Regions from separate parts of the Neogale vison genome. Here region 1 is linked to region 2. Evidence: chromatin contacts called from public Hi-C data. All regions are on one chromosome and are shown on one strand. The core of a region is the stretch at or near the end of the contact, and the rest is flanking DNA. Distances in the headings are between cores, read along the strand shown. Region 1 has its middle 130 kb from the start of KLF3. Region 2 holds the start of KLF3 (Krueppel-like factor 3).

What was found. A called contact is a pair of places that touch in the nucleus more often than the background predicts.
Region 1: a Hi-C map of fibroblasts shows a contact between it and region 2, with 4 times the contacts expected there. The contact joins the enhancer-like site here to the promoter of KLF3 in region 2. A contact is called at or near these places in 2 of 3 Hi-C or Micro-C datasets (fibroblasts and muscle).

Annotation. Positions count from the first base shown.
Region 1 is chr11:36,500,188-36,505,433 of ASM_NN_V1, reverse strand. No RefSeq gene overlaps it. Among named protein-coding and RNA genes, the nearest start is that of KLF3, 130 kb to the right of the region's middle. Within about 2 kb of position 1,328, the one cell type or tissue checked has open chromatin away from gene starts, as enhancers often do. A contact at or near this core is called in fibroblasts, where this site is marked.
Region 2 is chr11:36,366,007-36,370,558 of ASM_NN_V1, reverse strand. KLF3 (Krueppel-like factor 3) reads left to right here and starts at 1,983. Exons shown (of 6, transcript XM_044224618.1): 1 at 1,983-2,311.

The sequences.
Region 1 (5,246 bases), core at 79-2,578, 140 kb before region 2:
CATTAGTGCAAATGTGTACATTATTAGGACAAAACCTGAAAATCTGGATGATATTGCAAGATTACAGTAAGTATTTCAATCAACTCAACTCAGTAAAACCAAGAGACCCTACTCTCTGGTAACACCCACCCAACCCTAAACAAGGTCATGGCCAACAGCAGCATAAACATCTGGCCAATCTCATACCAGAAGTGATGCAGTGAGAACAAAATACTCAGAGTTCCTAAAGACTTTTTTAGTGTTTTCAAACCCAAACACTTATAGAGGGAAATACAGATTTTAGTTCTAGGTGACAGATCATCCTCATTAACCAGAAATCTTTATAAAATAAAGAATTTGCTACTAAGTCTCCCACAACTTGTCTTCTTAGTAAGAGTGAGAAATAATCAGTCATCTCCTCCCAGAGATCCACTGGAAACCCCACAGATCGGCCAGCCCCATGGCTTCATGAAATCAAGAAATCAAGAATCCATTTAATTTACCAGTGTCATTTTCATAACTAGTTTGAAAACTAGAAGACACAAGGAAGAAACACAGCGCAGATGAGGTTCCAGAAAGCTACTACATATGGTAGGAATCGGTTATACCCTAAGGAGAACACGTAGCCAAAAGCTGTCTCTGTGTCTTTGCTCTCAGAAAAGCAGAACCAGAGAGATTCACATACAGTCTGATTTTGACAGAGAAAATCTTTCTATCCAGAAGAGGGCTGCTGGGACCTCTCACAACGTCTATAGTAAAATCCGGCCTGGCTGGATGCCCTGCCCATCCACATGAGTCAAAAAGTTGGCATTATGGGAATAACTCTGCCAAGTCAAGTTCATTTTTTTTTTTTAAGTGCGTTCCCCTTTTTCAGGATGAAAATGATCCAAGCTCACAGAAGAAAATTCGGAGAACAGCAGAGTGAAGAAAGAAAGAAATCACCTACGTTCCCTTCTCCAACACTACCTAGGAGAAAAGCATTCCCGTGGGTTTCCTTACAGTGTTTCTTCCACGCATTTGGTTGGTTTGGTGCTCGTTTGTTTGTTTTATACATGGCTGTGGTTGGTTGGTCAGACTCTTCAGTGTGCCTGTGTCTTTCTTTTCTTTTCTTTTCTTTGCCCCCCCTTCCCTCCCTCCCCCAGTCAACCCGAGGGGGGTGTCTCCCCGTCCGGGATCCGAGGCTGCGAGCTTCCCACACGTTGTTGTTTTTAATGGCCGAATGAGTTCTCCATCCCGGCCGGGCTCCTCCTCCATCCCCCGGGGTCCTCCCCGTCCCCGCCGGCTCCTCCCAGAGTCAGCTGGTCCGCGCTTCGAAAAGGCAAAGCTCATTTTATCATAAAGCAGCCTTGGCTGGTAAAGCAAATCTGCTGTCCCCAAAACTCATAATGCATTTCATTACCTTTGGATGATCGGTGTGGAATTATTCACATCACTGCCCTTAATTATCCACCTCGCTGCGTTCTTCATTAGCATGGAGGGCGGAACCCAGGCCGGCCTGCATTCTCCTCCGAGCCTCAGTCAGTTCTCATTAACGAATCGCCTAGAAAATGGCCTGGGCTCCCGCGGGCCACTGCCGGTTCCTGTTCCTGCCCCAAAGCGCGTCCCTTCTCGGCCCTCTCCGGGTCAGCAGGAAGGTTCTGGGTGAGTGGGGCGGGAGTGGGGAGCAGGGAGGGACGGTCAGGCCTAAATGGCTGTACCAGCCCTTCCCGGGCTCCCCCACCCCCCACCCCGCCGTGCTCCCTCTTGATCCGGCTTCCCCTCCACGGAGGAAAACAGTCCGGTGGCTGGAGCTTGTGTGCCAGACAATAGCAACCTAGGGCTCTAGAACACTTGTCACCCCTCCACCTCCCTAGCCCGCCGGCCCCTCAGGTTCGCCCCTCACAAAAGGCCCCAGTTTGACCCCGATTCAAAGCAGGATTTGAATCCGTTGAAGCCCAGCAAACCAGCGACCACAAACCTGCCACACTCCATTCACTAACTTCTAAGTCAGGCAAGAATACTCTCTTCATCTTTTTCTTTCCTTTTTTATCTTTTTTTTTTTTTTTTTAATAGGAGCCAAGTAAACTAGTATAACCCCAAATGTACCTACAGTATTTTTGAAGGCTTCAAGCAGGACAGAAACACAACCTCCCAAGTCAAATAGGGCCATAACAAGACTCCGCCATTATTCAGCACAAGCTCCTGTGAAAAGCTCTTTACTTAGGAAGGACACACCTTCGCAAACCACTTAAAAGGAATTCTTGGAAGACAGGCATTTTTGTTTTCTTAAACGTGAGCCTGTAAACACTATTGCTAAGTGCTGCTTTTTTAAAAGGCTGGCAATATCCGAACTGATTGCTTTGCTTCCCCATCCAGTGCTCAGAAATATGGGTGTCAAAGTCTGCTCTCCTGGGGTTGGGGCCAGTCGCTCAGCCTCGGGGACAGTCAGAGGCTGTTTCCTCCCCGGTCCCAAGGCGAACAGAGGCTCCTTGTCTGCAAGGAGCCAGCCAGGAAGTGCTTGCTACTCTAGTGTAAACGTGGACGGTCACTGAAGTCAGACAGGATGCAGCAATTAGGGCCGGGCGGGCTGCGACAATGACAAATAGGAAATGGTAGGTAAGAGCTGTGGGCTGTTTCTGGGGCTCTTCTTTGCCTAAAGCTTCAACAAGATTGTTTTGGGGGGACTGAAAGAAGTGACCGATTCCTATGACAGAATATCTGATCTTCAGGAAAAATTCTCTGCAGATTTCTGAGTCACGCCCTACTAATAGTGACCGTTGAAAAACTGTCATTTCATTGATGATGCTTCCAGCAATCGCATGGGTAAGTTATGGTTTTGCCATAGTCTCACTTATGGATTCATGTACTTGCTTACTTTTTTTTTTTAATTAAGACCTCTGTTGAAAGCCGTTTAGGGTTCACAGCAAAATTGAGGGGAAGCAATGTCCCATACAGCCCCTGCCTCCACACAAGGTTCATCTCCCTATTATCAACAGCCCCCACCAACAGAGCCCCCACGCTGTTACAGCTGACGAGCCCACCCCTGACATATCGCCCGTCAACAGTCCAAGTTCATCGTTGACGTTCGGATTCGTTCCCAGCGTTGTCATTCTCTGGGCTTGGACAACTGTAGAACAACATGTAACCGTCATTATGGTATCAGAGTATTTTCACTGCTCTAAAGATCCCCTGTGCTCCAGCCATTCATCCCTCCCCGCCCACCCCTGGCAACCATGGACCTTTCTACTCTAACAGTTTTCCCTTTCCTGGAGTGTCATATATGTAAAATCATACAGCATGTTGCCTTTTCAGATTGGCTTCTCTCACAGAGGAATATGCATTTAGAGTTCCTCTTTGTCTTTTCATGGCTTGATAGCTCATTTCTTTTCAGCGCTGAATAATATTCCCTTTCTGAATATATCACAGTTCATTTATCCACTCACCTACCGAAGGACATCTTGGTTGCTTCCAAGTTTGGCCAATCGTAAATAACGCGTCTATAAATATTCATGTGCAGGTGTTTGTAGGGACATAAGTTTTCAACTCCTTTGGGTAAATACCAAGGAATGTGACTGCGGGATCACCCGGTAAGAGTACAGTTAATTTTATAAGAACCTTATTCTTGTTTGAGCAAATATTTATTAAGTACACACTACATGCTAGGCATCATGTGAAGCTGGAAATACCTTGGAAAATACAGTGAAATTTACATTATACGGAAATAAAGTGACCCTGAAAAAAACTGTACAATCAATTTCTGCCAAACAAGTAAAATTTTCCAATTTGTGACTCCAGGGACATGCACTTACAAAGCGTTCTGATGTCGACAAAAACGACATAGCTCCAGGTGGAAATGTCCCTTATCCTTAAGAAGTGCTGTCCTCTGTCAGCCAGCAAGAGACAATGCTCAGCGTGCAAGAGGACAAAATCTGAAGCATTCCTAACATCCTGGTGCCTGGCCACCGGCCCACCCCACCCATGCCCACAACCTGGAGGGGCCCGATCCCCTAAATCCACTGCTTTCCCTCCAGTGATTACCTACAGCTCTTGCTGGTTTAACACAGAACAAAAGAGCATCTCTTTCAAACTGGGAGGACATTTATGATGCTTTTAGCTCTTCAGCCCCTGGAGGTCACAGTCCAACCCAGGTCTCCTGCCAGGGGGTATCCTGATGGCCATCTGGCACAGGGTGACCAGCCACAGAGAAGCTCTAACACAAATCACTTGTAGGACCTCCTGAATTCCAAAGTCAGGACTCTTCCCACAGCACAGGAAGCCCTTAAAGGTGTGCCTTCGGGTGGTGGGGAGCCTTTCTTTACCAAGTAAAATAGGAAACCTAGAGACAGGCTTCTGTTCTTTTAACCCGGACTAGTAAGAAACAATTTGTTACACAAAAAACGGATATTAATTAGTTCTATAATGTCCCCTGATAGAGCCCCCTTCGGATAAGCAAAATTTGGAGTCTTCAATATGTTGTAAAATAACATTAAAAAAAAAAAAAATGTTCCCTGTACTTTTCCACTGACCTCCCATCAGCCCTGGAAGCATACTGTGACTGTCTGATCAGAAATGTGGAGAGTCGCTAGAATGTACCAGGGGCCGTAGAGATCCAGAGCTCAATAAGTATTTAATGAGGGCTTTGTGAAAGACATATTGATTGATGATTTGACTTACAAGCCTTGCCTTCCCTGGGACATCCTCTGGGCCGGCTTCACAGCCTTTAGTCTCTCACGATGGAGCCCCTCCCCAAGATACCCACTGTCCTTCTACCTAAGTTATCGGAGATCTTGCCAAGATTGGTCTGTTTTCTCCCGATTTAGGTAATGAAACGGTTAAAGGAGGAAAAGAAAAAAAAAAGTCTTATTTTTTAAAATACAACAAAAGCAACAATAACAAAAGACTCCAGGAATAAGCAAGCCTTCAGCAAAACAGTCTGTTAACACTTGAAAAACAAACAAGCGGGGGTCTAGCTCTATTCCAGTCCCACCCCCAAATCACCACAGCCTACCACAGTCACTTAGAAGGACCACAGAATTACTGACGTTGAACCGCGCTCAGGCCTCTGGCTTCATCTATCCCCTCTCCTGTAAACAACATCCTCTTTGAACCAGTGAGGTACCCTTGTAGGGTTACTTCTGACTCATGCAAGTGGGGAAAGTGCCCCCGGTTCAGCCCTCGTGGTGACCACAGGGGAATTATTGCTTCCTCCACAATGAGGTCCTGAGGAAGCTTCAAGAAATGTCACAGAAACCGTTGCTAGATACCTTGAGCAGAGTGGCTTCTGATGG
Region 2 (4,552 bases), core at 734-3,233:
CAATGTAAAGAACACAGGTTTATGTGCTTTAGGTTTTCACCTATAGTGTCCTCTGAGCAAAGCCTATGGTTTTGGAGCCCCCATTACGGAGCCAGACCTGGAAATGCAATATGATTTCATCAGTCATCACTAATACCGTCTTTCAGCTAATACACATCTAAGCCATCCAATGAGACATTTGAAGTTACTGATCAATGAATTGCAATTAGTAATTGACACAAATCCAACTTATTTTCCTGCATCTGTTCTTTTCTTGTTAACAGAAACTCCTCATCCCTTTTACATTTAAAGCTTAATCTTATGGAACAGAGAGATGGCACAGGAACCAGTGTCCGAGCTGGCTGTTCTCCACGTGGTCTTTTATGTTATGTGCATTTTTTTTTTTATAACATGCAATTTCACTCCTTGAGGTTACCCGGTACTAATTTTATAATACTGCGTAGCTACATGATGGGGCTCGGTATATACAGTATCTCCAGGTTTTAAGTAGTACCATGCCTGGATGAAGCTTCAAAGTGAGAATGGTGAACTTAAAGGGCCTTTAAAACATCTTGAAGCAATAACAAGCCATACACTCAAGCAGGGAGTTTTTAAACATTACGCAGGACTAAAACAATTGAACCAATTTGTCCTTTGTTCTTTTTATTACATTCTTTATTTCATTAATACTGTTTAAAAGAAATTCAAAAAAGCATTAAACTCGGGGGCTATGCTATACCAAGTTCTCCCAGGGGCCTGTCTAGGACCGCAAGCACGTTTCCGCCGCCCCGCACCGAGCACGCTCGCGCTCGGTCCCGGGGAAGCGACAAAAAAAAGAGAGGTCGCCGGGCCGAGCCCTCTGCTGGCCCGAAGTCCTCCCTCCGAGCAGGAGGAGCCCGACCGAAGTTTGCCAACTTTTCAGGCAGGCCCGGCTGAGCAAATGCCGCTGCTACCGGTTGCCTTTTCGCTCCAGTGGCAGGCCCGGCCCGTGGGAAGTTTGCCTCGGGGGGTCCCAGGACCTTCAAAGAAGCCCGGAGCTGGGGAGGGGACGGCGGGGACGCGCCCCCCACGCCCGACCCGGGCCGCCCCTGCGCGGGGAGGACGACGAGGGGACCCAGCGTCCCGGGCACAAAGAAAGATCGCTCTTAACACTGCTTCGAATGACCTTGGAAACTCGGGAGCGTTTTAGGGTTTAAGTCCTCCCCACTGCCCTCCCCTTTCCCGCCGCTCTTCTGCCCCGAATCCGCCCCGGTCCTCCCGTTCTTTCACCGCCGCTGCCTTTTCCTGCTTTTTCTTTAAGAGAGTTGCACGCACTCGGCCCAGGAGGGGCCGCGCTGGCCGCGGGGCCCAGCCCTTCCCGCCGCGCCCGGGGCCGCCCTTCCCGCCGGAGCCGGCTGATTGATGGCCCGGCCGCCCGGGTCCCCCGCCTCGGCCGGCCCGCGCGCCCGGCTGTGTGTTTTGGAAGCGGCGCAGCGGGCTGCAGCCCTGTGACGCCCGGAGCGGGCAGCGCCGCCCTTCCTTCCCCCCGGGCTGGGGCGGCGGCGCGGCGGCGGGTCCCGAGCGGGCGGGGGACTTGGGGGGACGGGGGGCGCAGGGAGGGGGCGCGGGCGGGGACTCCGGAGCTGGGGCGGGTGCGCGGGGCCGGGCCGGGCCGGGCGGGGGTTGGGGGGCGGAGGGCGAAGGGCGGAGGCTCCGGGGCGGGGGCCGCGCCGCGCACGCCCAGCCCCTCGGCCGCCCCGCGCCTCGCCGGACAGGTTGGGCCGGCGGGGCGGCGCCCGGCTCCGGGGAATAATGACTGTCTGTCAGGCCGTCCCCGGGTGACTGGGCGGGGCGGGGCGGAGGCGGCGCGGGAGGCGGGGGTGGCGGGGGAAGGGCGCAGGGCGGGGTGCGTGTTTGCGCGAGTGACTCGGCCGACCCCTCCGGCGGCTGCCTCCACCCAAGTGGGTGGGGACCCGCCCAGCCCGGGCGGCCGCGGCGGCTCCCTCTCCCCTCCCTGACCCTCCCACCCCGGGTCCCAGCCTCTACTTACCCCGCCAGCCCCGGGAGGCTCGCAGAGCGAGCGGCGCCGGCGTCATGTGACTGCCCGGAGTTGGTGCCAGGAGCCAGAGGGGAGCCAGGAGCGGAGCCGCGCGGAGCCGGGGCCCGAGCCGGAGCGCAGCGCGAGCGCCCGCCGCACGCGCGCCCGTCCCCGTTCCTGTCCCCGTGCCCTGCGCCGCCACCGCCACCGCCGCCCCGGTTGGCGCGCTGACATTACTGCATTCGCGGGGTTCAAGGCGGCTCGGAGCCGGGCCTTTATTTCTCGTCTGCAGCGCTCAGCACCGCGCCTCGAAAAGTAAGTCCCTTTCCCTCACCTTCCCTCGCCCCGACTCCTGCTGTCGCCCTTTTTGACTCGTCCGGTCTCATTTCTTTTTTCCCCCGGAGGGGGGTCGCGCCGTTAATGGGCCGGGGGTGCAGCGCGGGGGTGGGGGCGCCTGTGGGCTTGGGAAAGTGCAACAGCTCCTCGAAGCCGGGGGTGGGGGCGGAAGGGGAGGCGAGGGGGATGGGGGAAACCCCGGGTTCGGCGGTTGAAAGTGTGGGATTCGGGGGAGCCACCGTGCGGATCCCGCGGTGCGGGGGACCGAGACCCGCGGCGCCCGCTGCGGCCCGGGCGAGGCTGCGGGCGGGGGCTCACCTGTGTGGTCCCCCGGCTGCCGCCCGCCCTCCCGCCCGCTCGCAGTTCCCTCCAAAGCCCCAGAAATCTCAGTGCTCTCCGCGTGTGGCAACGTTGTTTGGAGAAAGGTAGCGAGGAGGCCGCGCACTCCTGCTCCTCCCCCTCCGGGTCCCCCACCCCCCGCTCCCGCGCCCTCCCCTCTCCGCCCCCCGCCGCCCCCCTCTTCGGACGGGGCGCGCGACCGCTGGCCCGCCGGAGCAAACTTGGAGCAGCCTCCCGGGCCCTCTGGGAAGAAACTTGGGGCCGTGGGGACTGAAGGCAGCATCCCATTCTCGCTTCTGGAGCCCAGGAGCTGCTAGGGCGTCTGGATCCTCAGGGGCAGGAGAAAAGAGATGGCCGGGTTTGGAGAGTCCTCCTCGGGGGCACACCGAGAACCTGCCGCAGTGCCTGGAGCAAGGATTGCAGCGAGGCTGGAGGCGGAGAGCGCCTTCGGCAAGTCCCTGCAGCGTTAGGGACTCGAGCCGTGTGGGGACTTAAGAGACTGACCCCTGGACCTGGATGGACCCTTGGGACTTACCTAGCATTTCAGAGTGGCTTTCTTGGAGATGGCAGATAATACTTGGAATTGTCATATCCACTTATATCAGGGAGGATCTTCTGCGTTACATTTCACAGCTATAGACAGTAATAATAGATGGAGAATCTGTGTGAGCTGGACTTATTTTTAATAAGTCAGGTGAAACGGAACCTGGAATTGCTCACCGTGTATTGCACTAAAATAAACATTTTGCACTGAATTTTTTACTAGCTCAGAATGCATTTTTCCACTAATACCACCCAGGATATTTTAAATATATCAGTTATAGTCTCACAGGAGTCTGGTATTTGAGGAGAAGTATGTAGTGGAGTTCTGACTTCATTTACATTTAGTGTATAATTATTAGCAAAATGGAGTAGAATGGACAGTTGTTCATTATAGGTTTTTCCACTGAGCAATTTTGCACTTTTTTTTTTATAGTGCTTTCTGTATGAATTTGAGCAGCATTTTTATAAGAAATCCATCTGGATGATGATCTGCCACTGGAGGAAACACTTGCTTTTAGGGGAAAACCAGTCTGATAATATTAACATCTCCAAAACGTGGAGAGTTCGTGTTTTTTTAAGAAAGAACGGACAGATGAGTTTCTTCTGGCTCCAAGCATGGAATATGTTGACCGTAGCTCATTAACAGAGACCTGAAATGGGATGTTTGATGAATTTCAACTCTCTAGGGAAACTGTCTCCTGTCCTCCAGTCAGTGGGGTTTGCATCCGAAGTCTTAGAAGAAAAAGAGCTCAGTGTACTATTTAAGTTCAGTAAAGATACACTTCAAGGAACACTGGGCTTTCATGAAGGGGAATGCAGGTATAAAAATGTTAGAACAACAAAGAAAAGTAGCTGCTAAGACCACAAAATCTTGTCAGATATAAAACATGCTATTGTTTTTTCACTGCAAAGTTTCTAAATTAAAACCCAATCTTCTGGTTGCTATGGGCACAGTAATGCCTTTTTTTTTTTTCCACCTGTAGTTTTGTCTACACACATTTTGTTCAGTCTCTGATTGTGGAAACCTGAGTTGAACAGTCCTGACCAACTAACCAAAAAAAGAGACAATGGGGGTGGGGGGACTCTAAGAATGGTTTTTACTACCTTAAATATACTTAAGGGAAAATAGACGTTTTCCGATATCTTGTAAAAAATTGATATTCTGGCCTCCAGATTGTATGACACTCTCGGGTTAAATGAAATGTCAGGAACAGAGTGACATTCTCCAAAGGTGAATTTCTTTAGATGTGTGGACAGGGAGAACAGATGTACAGCTGGGTGCGGATAGGTTTCTAACTAATGCAGTTGAAAAAGATGGTGAAATTTGGGGGGAGGGGT